Regions from separate parts of the Mus musculus genome. Here region 2 is linked to region 1. The links are chromatin contacts, called in public promoter capture Hi-C maps. All regions are on one chromosome and are shown on one strand. The core of a region is the stretch at or near the end of the contact, and the rest is flanking DNA. Distances in the headings are between cores, read along the strand shown.

The links. Capture Hi-C pulls out chosen DNA fragments and counts their contacts.
Region 2: a promoter capture Hi-C map of adipose tissue shows a contact between it and region 1. The contact joins two enhancer-like sites. A contact is called at or near these places in 4 of 484 Hi-C or Micro-C datasets (B cells, the P5424 cell line, embryonic stem cells and 1 more), 7 of 115 datasets of contacts at active chromatin or transcription factors (embryonic stem cells, extraembryonic endoderm stem cells, fetal liver and 2 more) and 2 of 9 other capture datasets (adipose tissue and liver).

What each region holds. Positions count from the first base shown.
Region 1 is chr1:156,064,086-156,068,277 of GRCm38.p6, forward strand. It overlaps Tor1aip2 (torsin A interacting protein 2), which reads left to right. Exons shown (of 7, transcript NM_172843.4): 7 at 616-4,192. The coding sequence ends at 1,373. Among named protein-coding and RNA genes, the nearest start is that of Tor1aip1, 30 kb to the left of the region's middle. Within about 2 kb of position 2,291, at least 65 of the 459 cell types and tissues checked have an H3K27ac peak or open chromatin away from gene starts, as enhancers often do. A contact at or near this core is called in adipose tissue and pancreatic cancer cells, where this site is marked.
Region 2 is chr1:156,221,009-156,225,200 of GRCm38.p6, forward strand. Gm30472 (a long non-coding RNA gene) reads left to right here. Exons shown (of 3, transcript XR_865656.1): 2 at 2,277-2,557; 3 at 2,903-2,939. Among named protein-coding and RNA genes, the nearest start is that of Gm30472, 10 kb to the left of the region's middle. Within about 2 kb of position 1,868, at least 66 of the 459 cell types and tissues checked have an H3K27ac peak or open chromatin away from gene starts, as enhancers often do. A contact at or near this core is called in adipose tissue and pancreatic cancer cells, where this site is marked.

The DNA of each region.
Region 1 (4,192 bases), core at 1,041-3,540:
GTGCAGCCCAGGCTAACCTCAGCCACGTGGCAGGATTCCCGCCTCAGCCTCCAGAAACTGCCTTTTCAGTCAGAGGCTGCTAACCTCTCAGATTGCATGTTTAAGTTGTTTGTTGTTTCTTTTCCCCTTTGAGAACGAATCTCACTATGTAAGGCGGCATCACGGCCCTCCCACGTGCTGAGATTTATAGGATCTACCACCCCGTCTTGGTCATTTTTAAGTTTTAATTACAGAGTGGTCTGTTCTAGCTACTGTATACTTGGAGAATGTGGGAGAAAGTTCACATGACTCACTTTCAAATGGATCATTGACTATGACAAAGTATATAAATAACTTTGACACAGATATTATATCTCCAGATAGCTTTAAGAGATTAAAGAAGGTATTTCTGTTAGACTTTTTGTTTTATTTCTTGCTGTATAGACCAGACTGACCTCAAATTTATGACAATCTTCCTGCCTCAGCTTCTATTAGAGGTGTGAAAATATAGAAGAGTCAGACAAAGGAACTGGGCATTGCCAGTAACACTGGATAGGAAACTGCTTCATTTCCACTTTCCACAAGCATTGTTTCTGACTCATGCTCCTCATTTTCTGTTATTTTCTCATCTGACAGGTTCCGTGTTTCTCGGCTGCCTGATCGTGGCTGTTGTGCTAAGCTCCGTCAACAGCTACTATTCTTCCCCAGCCCAGCAGGTGCCCCAGAACCCGGCTTTGGAGGCCTTCCTGGCTCAGTTTGGCCAACTGAAGGAGAAATTTCCAGGTCAGAGTTCCTTCCTGTGGCAGCGAGGACGTAAGTTTCTCCAGAAGCACCTCAATGCCTCGAACCCCAGTGAGCCGGCCACCATCATCTTCACAGCTGCTCGAGAGGGCAAGGAGACCCTCAAGTGCCTGAGCTACCATGTTGCCAACGCCTACACCTCTTCCCAGAAGGTGACTGCCGTCTCCATAGACGGAGCCGAAAGGGCCCTGCAGGACAGTGACACAGTCAAGCTGCTGGTTGACTTGGAGCTTAGCGATGGGTTTGAGAATGGCCACAAGGCTGCTGTGGTCCACCACTTCGAATCCCTTCCTGCCGGCTCCACCCTGATCTTCTACAAGTACTGTGACCATGAGAACGCCGCCTTTAAAGATGTGGCACTTGTCCTGACAGTCCTGCTGGAGGAGGAAACGTTAGAAGCAAGTGTAAGCCCCAGGGAAATAGAAGAAAAGGTGAGGGATTTACTCTGGGCTAAGTTCACCAACTCTGAGAGCCCCACCTCCTACAGCCACATGGACTCAGACAAACTGAGTGGGCTCTGGAGCCGCATCTCCCACCTGGTGCTGCCCGTCCAGCCCGTCAGGAACATAGAAGAGCGAGGCTGCCTTTTGTGAAGCCAGTCACAGAGGTGACATGGAAGGGCCATGTCTCAGGGCTCTGTCCCGCTAGGAGGTGACTGGCATGTGAGAGGAAACAGCTGGGAGGCCGTCACTGTGTTAGAAAAGAAGCTTTTTTTCTTTGACTTTTAAAAAATCTTTCTAGTCTGAACTTTGATAAAACTAACAATTGGCCTGATGTTTTTCTTTGTTTTTTAAAGCCAATCAGGGTTAAAATACAACATGATGTATTGTTTAAGTGTCCAGCACATCAGTAGAATAGAATTGTTTTGCACAGGAAGATCTGATTCTCCGGGGAACTGCAGCCCCACTGCTGCCTGCAAGGACTCTCACCAGCCTCTAGGGCAGTGCTTGGACCTGGACGAGGTGTCATGTAAATGATTTTAGAGAACTCTTCTACTACATATTAAGTGCTTTTTAATATTCACTTTTTTTTGTTGTTTTTTTCTGAGGCAGGGTTTCTCTGTGTAGCTCTGGCTGTCCTGGAACTCACTTTGTAGACCAGGCTGGCCTCGAACTCAGAAATCTGCCTGCCTCTGCCTCCTAAGTGCTGGGGTTAAAGGCGTGCAGCATCACTGCCTGGCCTTAATACTCACTTTAATAATACACTTGTGGGTTGATTGTGTCTTACACAGATTTGCACTTTGAGTAGGTGAAAACAGAAAACTAGAATTCAACCCTCCAAACCTACCTAAGAGCCTGGTGTGTGTGTGCTTCTGTTCCGTTAGTGAGCTGAGGCCAGAACAGCTGTGCTCAAAAAAGAACCTTCCCAAGCATTGGACTCAATGACGAAATTGTTAGTAATCACCAGAAATGAAAAAATCCCCCTTGGCCATGTCACTTGTCTTTGCCTACCCAGCAGCCCCTCCTTCCTGTGAATCATGCCTGCTCTTGGCTGCTGGGTTTGGGGTTCTCTGTTAGGATTTCAGTGGAGCTGAGTTTCACAGAGAAGTTTGAAAGCCATTGATGAAGTGAAAGTGCATTCTAGAGTAGGAAGGATAGGAAGACATGAAAGGGTTAAAGCTGAGGAGTAACAGGAAGTTCTGTTGTTCAGGGCGACAGAGACCTGCAGATGAGCTGCTACTGGAGGGTGTAGGGCAGGGCCGTGAGCTTTTGTCCCTTTCTGTGGATCTTTCCTGTCCTCCCCTGCTGGAATCTCACTGTTGTCTGTGTTCTTTCAGAAAAGACTTGAGGTCCTCAGCTAGTTAGAAATGCCGTCAGGAAAGGAACTTGATAAACACAAGGGGAAGGTCTCCTGTAGGGAACAGAAAGAGGAATCATGGCCAATATCCGTTGTTAAGCTACATCCCATGATTTCAGACTGGGGCCAATAAGCTGTTAATCAGTACGTGAACTCTGAAAGTAAAACTCTAGTAAAATGATCTTGACCCACAAAAGGTCTGTTCCTTTACATGGATGGGAAAAGCCCTTGGAATCTTGCACTCAGTTTTGGGTCATCTGCTGCTAAGAGATCATGTATACACTTAAGACATTAAGCAACCTGAGTCTAAAGGGATTTTAGGAAACACTAAGAAGATGTCTATTGGTAGTTAAATGGATCACAGAGACACGGGTGAGAGGTGATCTGAAAATATTTCCCACAAGATGGCTTTGGCCACAACCTTTGGTGTTAAGTAAGTTAAGTATGGGGGCACACATGAAACAGTATGTATTTGGGATTTTGAAGGAATCCTGATATAGATTTCAGAAAAGACCCTACACAAAGTTTAAGCATAGTGAATGGAATTTTTCTGTCAACTCATTGTAAAACACAGGGATTGAAGAAAAATCCATTTGCCATTTTTGAATTTTTTTTCTTCTGTATTTCTAGACTTATTTGTTTTGAATGCTAGTGGCTTGTCACATAGCCATGTCTGGCCTGGTGTTTACTCTGTAGCATAGGCTGACTTTGAACTTAGAGTAATTTCTCCTACCTCCGTGTGCTGAGTGCCGAGGCTACAGGTGTGTGCCATCATATCCAACTTTCATGTAAGCTCTTAGCCACTAGCATTACATCGCGTAAAACCACATCAAATCGCGTCAAAAGGTGCCTTGCAGACTGTCATGTTGGCCTTTGACCCATGCTACCTCAGACTCTAGAGGAATGTCTACAGTATTTGTGCACAGTCTATGTCAGTGGCTCAGATCACAAGTGGAAAGCAATCGTTTCCTCATTAAAACTATGTAAAACGACAGCCTTACATAGTTTCCTGTCAACACAAATTTAGGATATAATACATTTTAGAAATTTATTATTTTTCAATTATTTTTGGTTTTTTTACTACTTACCTTGTAAAAATACACTTTTCCTTTTGTCATAAGTGCAATCAGCTGAGTGAGACTTGTCAGTTGTTGTTGCTTTTTTTTTTTCTATCCTCTGTTTCAAAACTCAGGGCCTTAACATTCAAGGAAAGTGCCCTACCACTAACCTATATCCCAGACCTCTTAAAAGTCATTTTGAAAAGAAGCAGTATGTTAGTTTGGGGTCAGAACAAGTAATTTTCTGGTTTTGATACCGAGTCTCTACACAGTCCAAAGTAATGATTCTCAAGCCTCGGGCTCTTACAGGATGGGATTACGGTAGTGTGCCGCCACACCAGCCTATTATCCCGTGTACTGTCTTCTAGACCATTGCTTTTCATATTCAGTTTTCCAGCCTTTTATGTGTGTTGTAATTCTTTGTGATAATTTGCCTGTGTGTGTATGTTTTTTATTGGTGGTGGGGTTTTTTTTGTTTGTTTTTAACTAGGAATCCCTTCTTGAGTAATACCAAGTCTTAGAAGCAAGCAGGGGAAATAGAAACTGTCTTTAGACTT
Region 2 (4,192 bases), core at 618-3,117, 160 kb after region 1:
AAATATCAAGAACGTTAAGAATACACACCACATATATAAGCATACAGACATACACATATGCACATACATACACACACATACATATGCACATGTGCCCACATGCTTATATGCACACACATACATATGTATATGTATACACATAGACATACACATGCACACATATACATTTGTACACTCATATACACATACATATGTACAGGTACATACACACACACACACATATGCCCTTCTGGCTTTAGATCCAGCATAGTAACTTGCATAGCTGAGCCCTTAATGTTTTCCACAGGTGACAGTAAAGGCCCTAATGTAAGCCAAAGAAACATTTCTTTCATCTTCTTGTAGGGTGCCAGTTTCTACTTTATACCAAATGCACAGAAGGGGAGGCATGCAGGAGGCCTCTTCCTTCTGAGAAACTTATTGCCAGTCCTGAGGCAAGAGTCAAAGTGTTACTTCTGACTCAGCAAAGCTACCTAGGGGACTAGACAAGAAGCCAAGTCAGCAGGGACAGCTGCCACCTTTGACCTTTGTGCCCGAGCTGATGTCTTCACTTACGTTAGGTGGGGGCTTGTTTCTACCAGCACCATTCCATGCTCTCAGGAGAGGAAACCCATTGCTTAGCCCTGGTGTGCTGCTGCTGTGGCTGACTGCACATGGCATCCTGACAGCTTCCACCAGAGGCTGTCACCACCCTGGGAGGACAGAGGGTCTCCTGTGGCATGTGAGGGGACCAGCCCAGAGAGGTACTGAGTTACAGTCCTGCTCTTTGGAACCCACGGCCCGTCATTTTTTATACCAATCTCAAGCACTGCCCTTATTTCAGCCAGGGCTGATGGAAGGCCAGGCCCCAAAGGTAGGAGGCTGATGCTCAGACCTCCTAATGGAGCTTGACAGCAGCAAGATTAAAAAGCAGGAGCGCAGCACCCCGAAGCAGTGCGGGGAAGCACCCACTCGCCGCCTCTCCCTCTATCAGCACTTTGGTTCAGAGAGCTGAACCATAAAGATTAATCTTTTCATAGAAACAGAGGTTGGAAGAAAAAAAAAAGAGGAAAGAATGGGAATGGGGCTGAAAGCACTCTGAGAACAGGAAAGGAGGACAGAGGTGAACTTTGCTGGGCACTTCCAGGAGCTGCGAGCTCAGCTGTCTCCACAGCAAACCCCTGTTGGAGGCGGAGATGGGAGATCTCCGTATGCAAGGAGTGACAGGGGCAGTGGTGTTACAATGCCAGTCCTACCCATCTGTAAAACCAGGCCAGCTCAGGAAGAAGCCACTGTGGCTCCACAGCAAGAGACAAATGTTAAAGGCACGGGAGACTCCTTCTCAGACCTGCCCAGCCTGGTGACTCTCTCTCCATCATGTCCTCAGCCCAATGCCCCCCACCTCCCCGTGCCCACTGCTTGCACCGCCCTGGATTGTGACTACTTTGTCTTTGTACTGAATGGACTTTCACCTGGCTGGCTCTTGTGATCCATGCAGCAATGGATTAAAATGAAACTGGAATGTCTACATCCCATACTCATCCGAAGGGAATTCAGAGAAGCTGGAGGGTGGAGATCTGAATACAGTTGACTGAATAAGCCACAACCATTTGAAACAAGTGAGTTTCAACGCAAAGCAGTAACCGATGGGAATGTGTACTGAACACATGCACTAGTGCACACAGACACACACCGTAGAGCATTCCATTAGCAGAGATCATCGGAGGGATTTGAGGAACAAATATATTTCAAGGAAGAGAAACCACGGGATCTCAGGATGCTGGCAGGAAGAGAAACAGACACCCCTCCCCCCATCCCAGCCCTGGTGCCCTGGAGATGAGAAAGGAATGCCTTCCTGGAACTACAGCTGGCCAACTGCGCACAAACTGATAAGCGTGTGAGAGGACTTGCTAGTGTGCTCTGTTCGGCCTTGTGTTTTGAGATGGGGCCTAACTCTGGGTCCCAGACTGCCTGAGAACTTGTTCTAATCGTCCAGCCTCATTCATCTCTCACCAGTACTGGGATTATGGAAATAAGCTGGCATGCCTGACATGCTAATCCAATTCTCCAACAGGTCTTCCATACTACACAAAAGTCCAGGTCTTGAAACAATAGTGGCTTAAGGACAAAAGCCATTTAACTCTCCCCTCTACTAGAGCAGCTGACCTCTTTGACTGCTTTGTCATTCTATCCTTGTGGCAAAGTCTTGGCCACCTGTGTGCTCTAGGTAGTGGCATCTCACAGACAAACCCACAAAAAGCAAACAGTCACATAAGTATGTCTTTCTAAAATTGTCACAGGATGGATGGAAATGCAAGAAAACCTCCCTGGAGACCAGAAGTTGCCTGAGTACTCTCACGTGGGTCCTGTGATAGGCCTGAAGATGGGCCAGAAGCAGCAGAGAGAAGGAGAGAGGCTGGATGCTGCTGGAAGCCTGGTCCATGACAGCATCCTCCAAAGCACTCTTCAGGCTAAAATGAGCTTCATCCAGCCTCATCTTGCCAGTAACAAATACATCCGACAGCCAGTTGACTGTTGTAATTCCTGGAAGAGGAACTTTGGTGGTCTGTCTTGGCCAAAGGTACCACGGGAAGTGTGAATATGTCTGTGCACTTGTGGCAGAGTGAGGCAGGCCCGGGGCTCAGGAGTTCTCTGTGCCATTTTGGCCGACCTGCACAGCAACACTCCAGTACCTGTCCCGCTGCCCTACCTACCCCTAGGAAAAGCTGTAGAGTCAGTTGCCTAACACCATCCCATTTCCAATCCCTTCTTCAACCTTCTTCCTCAAGTTCCTATCTCTACCGTCCATCCCAGGTCCCCAGTATTTTTCTTGCAGGGGTCACATGCCACATTGCTGTGTATCATTTAGTCTGCACTTCACATTTTGTCAAGCATTTGATAAAGTTGATTGTGGTCTCTGTTCTAGATGGCTGTACTGGCTGGTTTTGTGTGTCAACATGACACAGGCTGGAGTTATCACAGAGAAAGGAGCTACATTTGGGGAAGTGCCTCCATGAGATCCAACTGTGGGGCATTTTCTCAGTTGGTGACCAAGGGGGGCAGGCCCATTGTGGGTAGTACCATCTCTGGCCTGATAGTTTTGGGTTCTATAAGAGAGCAAGCTGAGCAATCCAGAGGAAGCAAGCCAGTGAGTAATATCGCTCCATGGCCTCTGCATCAGCTCCTGCTTCCTGACCTGCTTGAGTTCCAGTCCTGACTTCCTTTGGTGATGAACAGCAATGTGGAAGTGTAAGCTGAATAAACCCTTTCCTCCCCAATTTGATTCTTGGTCATGATGTTCGTGCAGGAATAGAAACCCCGACTAAGAGAAGAATCTTCTAAGTTGAGGCTCTCTCTTCCCAAATGGCTCTAAGTTGTGTCAAGCGACACAATTTCACAACTGTTTTATTAGAAATTGCCATTCATGAATCTGAAAATGTTTCTCTTGCAAAACCTGACACTTCCCAACAATCCTATAGTCTTGGAGAAATCCAGATTTTAGTACACCTAGCTCTAGTTCCTGGCCACAGATGCAAACCTATTTTCTACAATTAGGCAGATGAAACTTTGCAGGGAAGAAAGGTGATTTGTGAGCCCTTTGTGCTGCATGAGCCCAAGACAGACTCTGGAAGGTAATTTGCCCACGCCTCTGCTGAGGTGCCTTGTGAGCCTGGACTGAATGGTGGGAGCCATTACAGAGGAGATGAGACCATAAATCACGGGAGCAAATTGAGGTTCTCCTCGGAGTTCCCGTCACTTAGTCATCATTCGGTTTCTGGGACCCACTGTTCTTGGGCCAGCCCTGGAGATTCGTGTTCTAGTTCTTGCTGAGACTTATGCCATGCTGTAAGCATCAGACTTACATAATGCTTTGTGGTGGGGGAGAGTTCTAGGGTTCACTGGGATTCATGGTCATTTATAGATGAACAGTATTAGTCCTTTCCTCTCCAGTGCATGTATTTCAAGTCAGAGAAAGCGATTCATCCTTGGCGGTTAGGGGGCTCAGGCATAATTGATATCGTAAAGGGAAACGGAACAACATTTACGAATCAGCCCTGTGTGCCTGACACAGTCAAGTGCTCACACGAGTCTGCGGGAAAGTATCATTGACTAATGCAGTTTGTAAACATTCTCCATGAGACATGAGGGCTGTTTTGCAGGTTTTGGTAAACAGACCTTAGTCATCTTCCCTTACATGTGCTCCTGTTTCATTTTT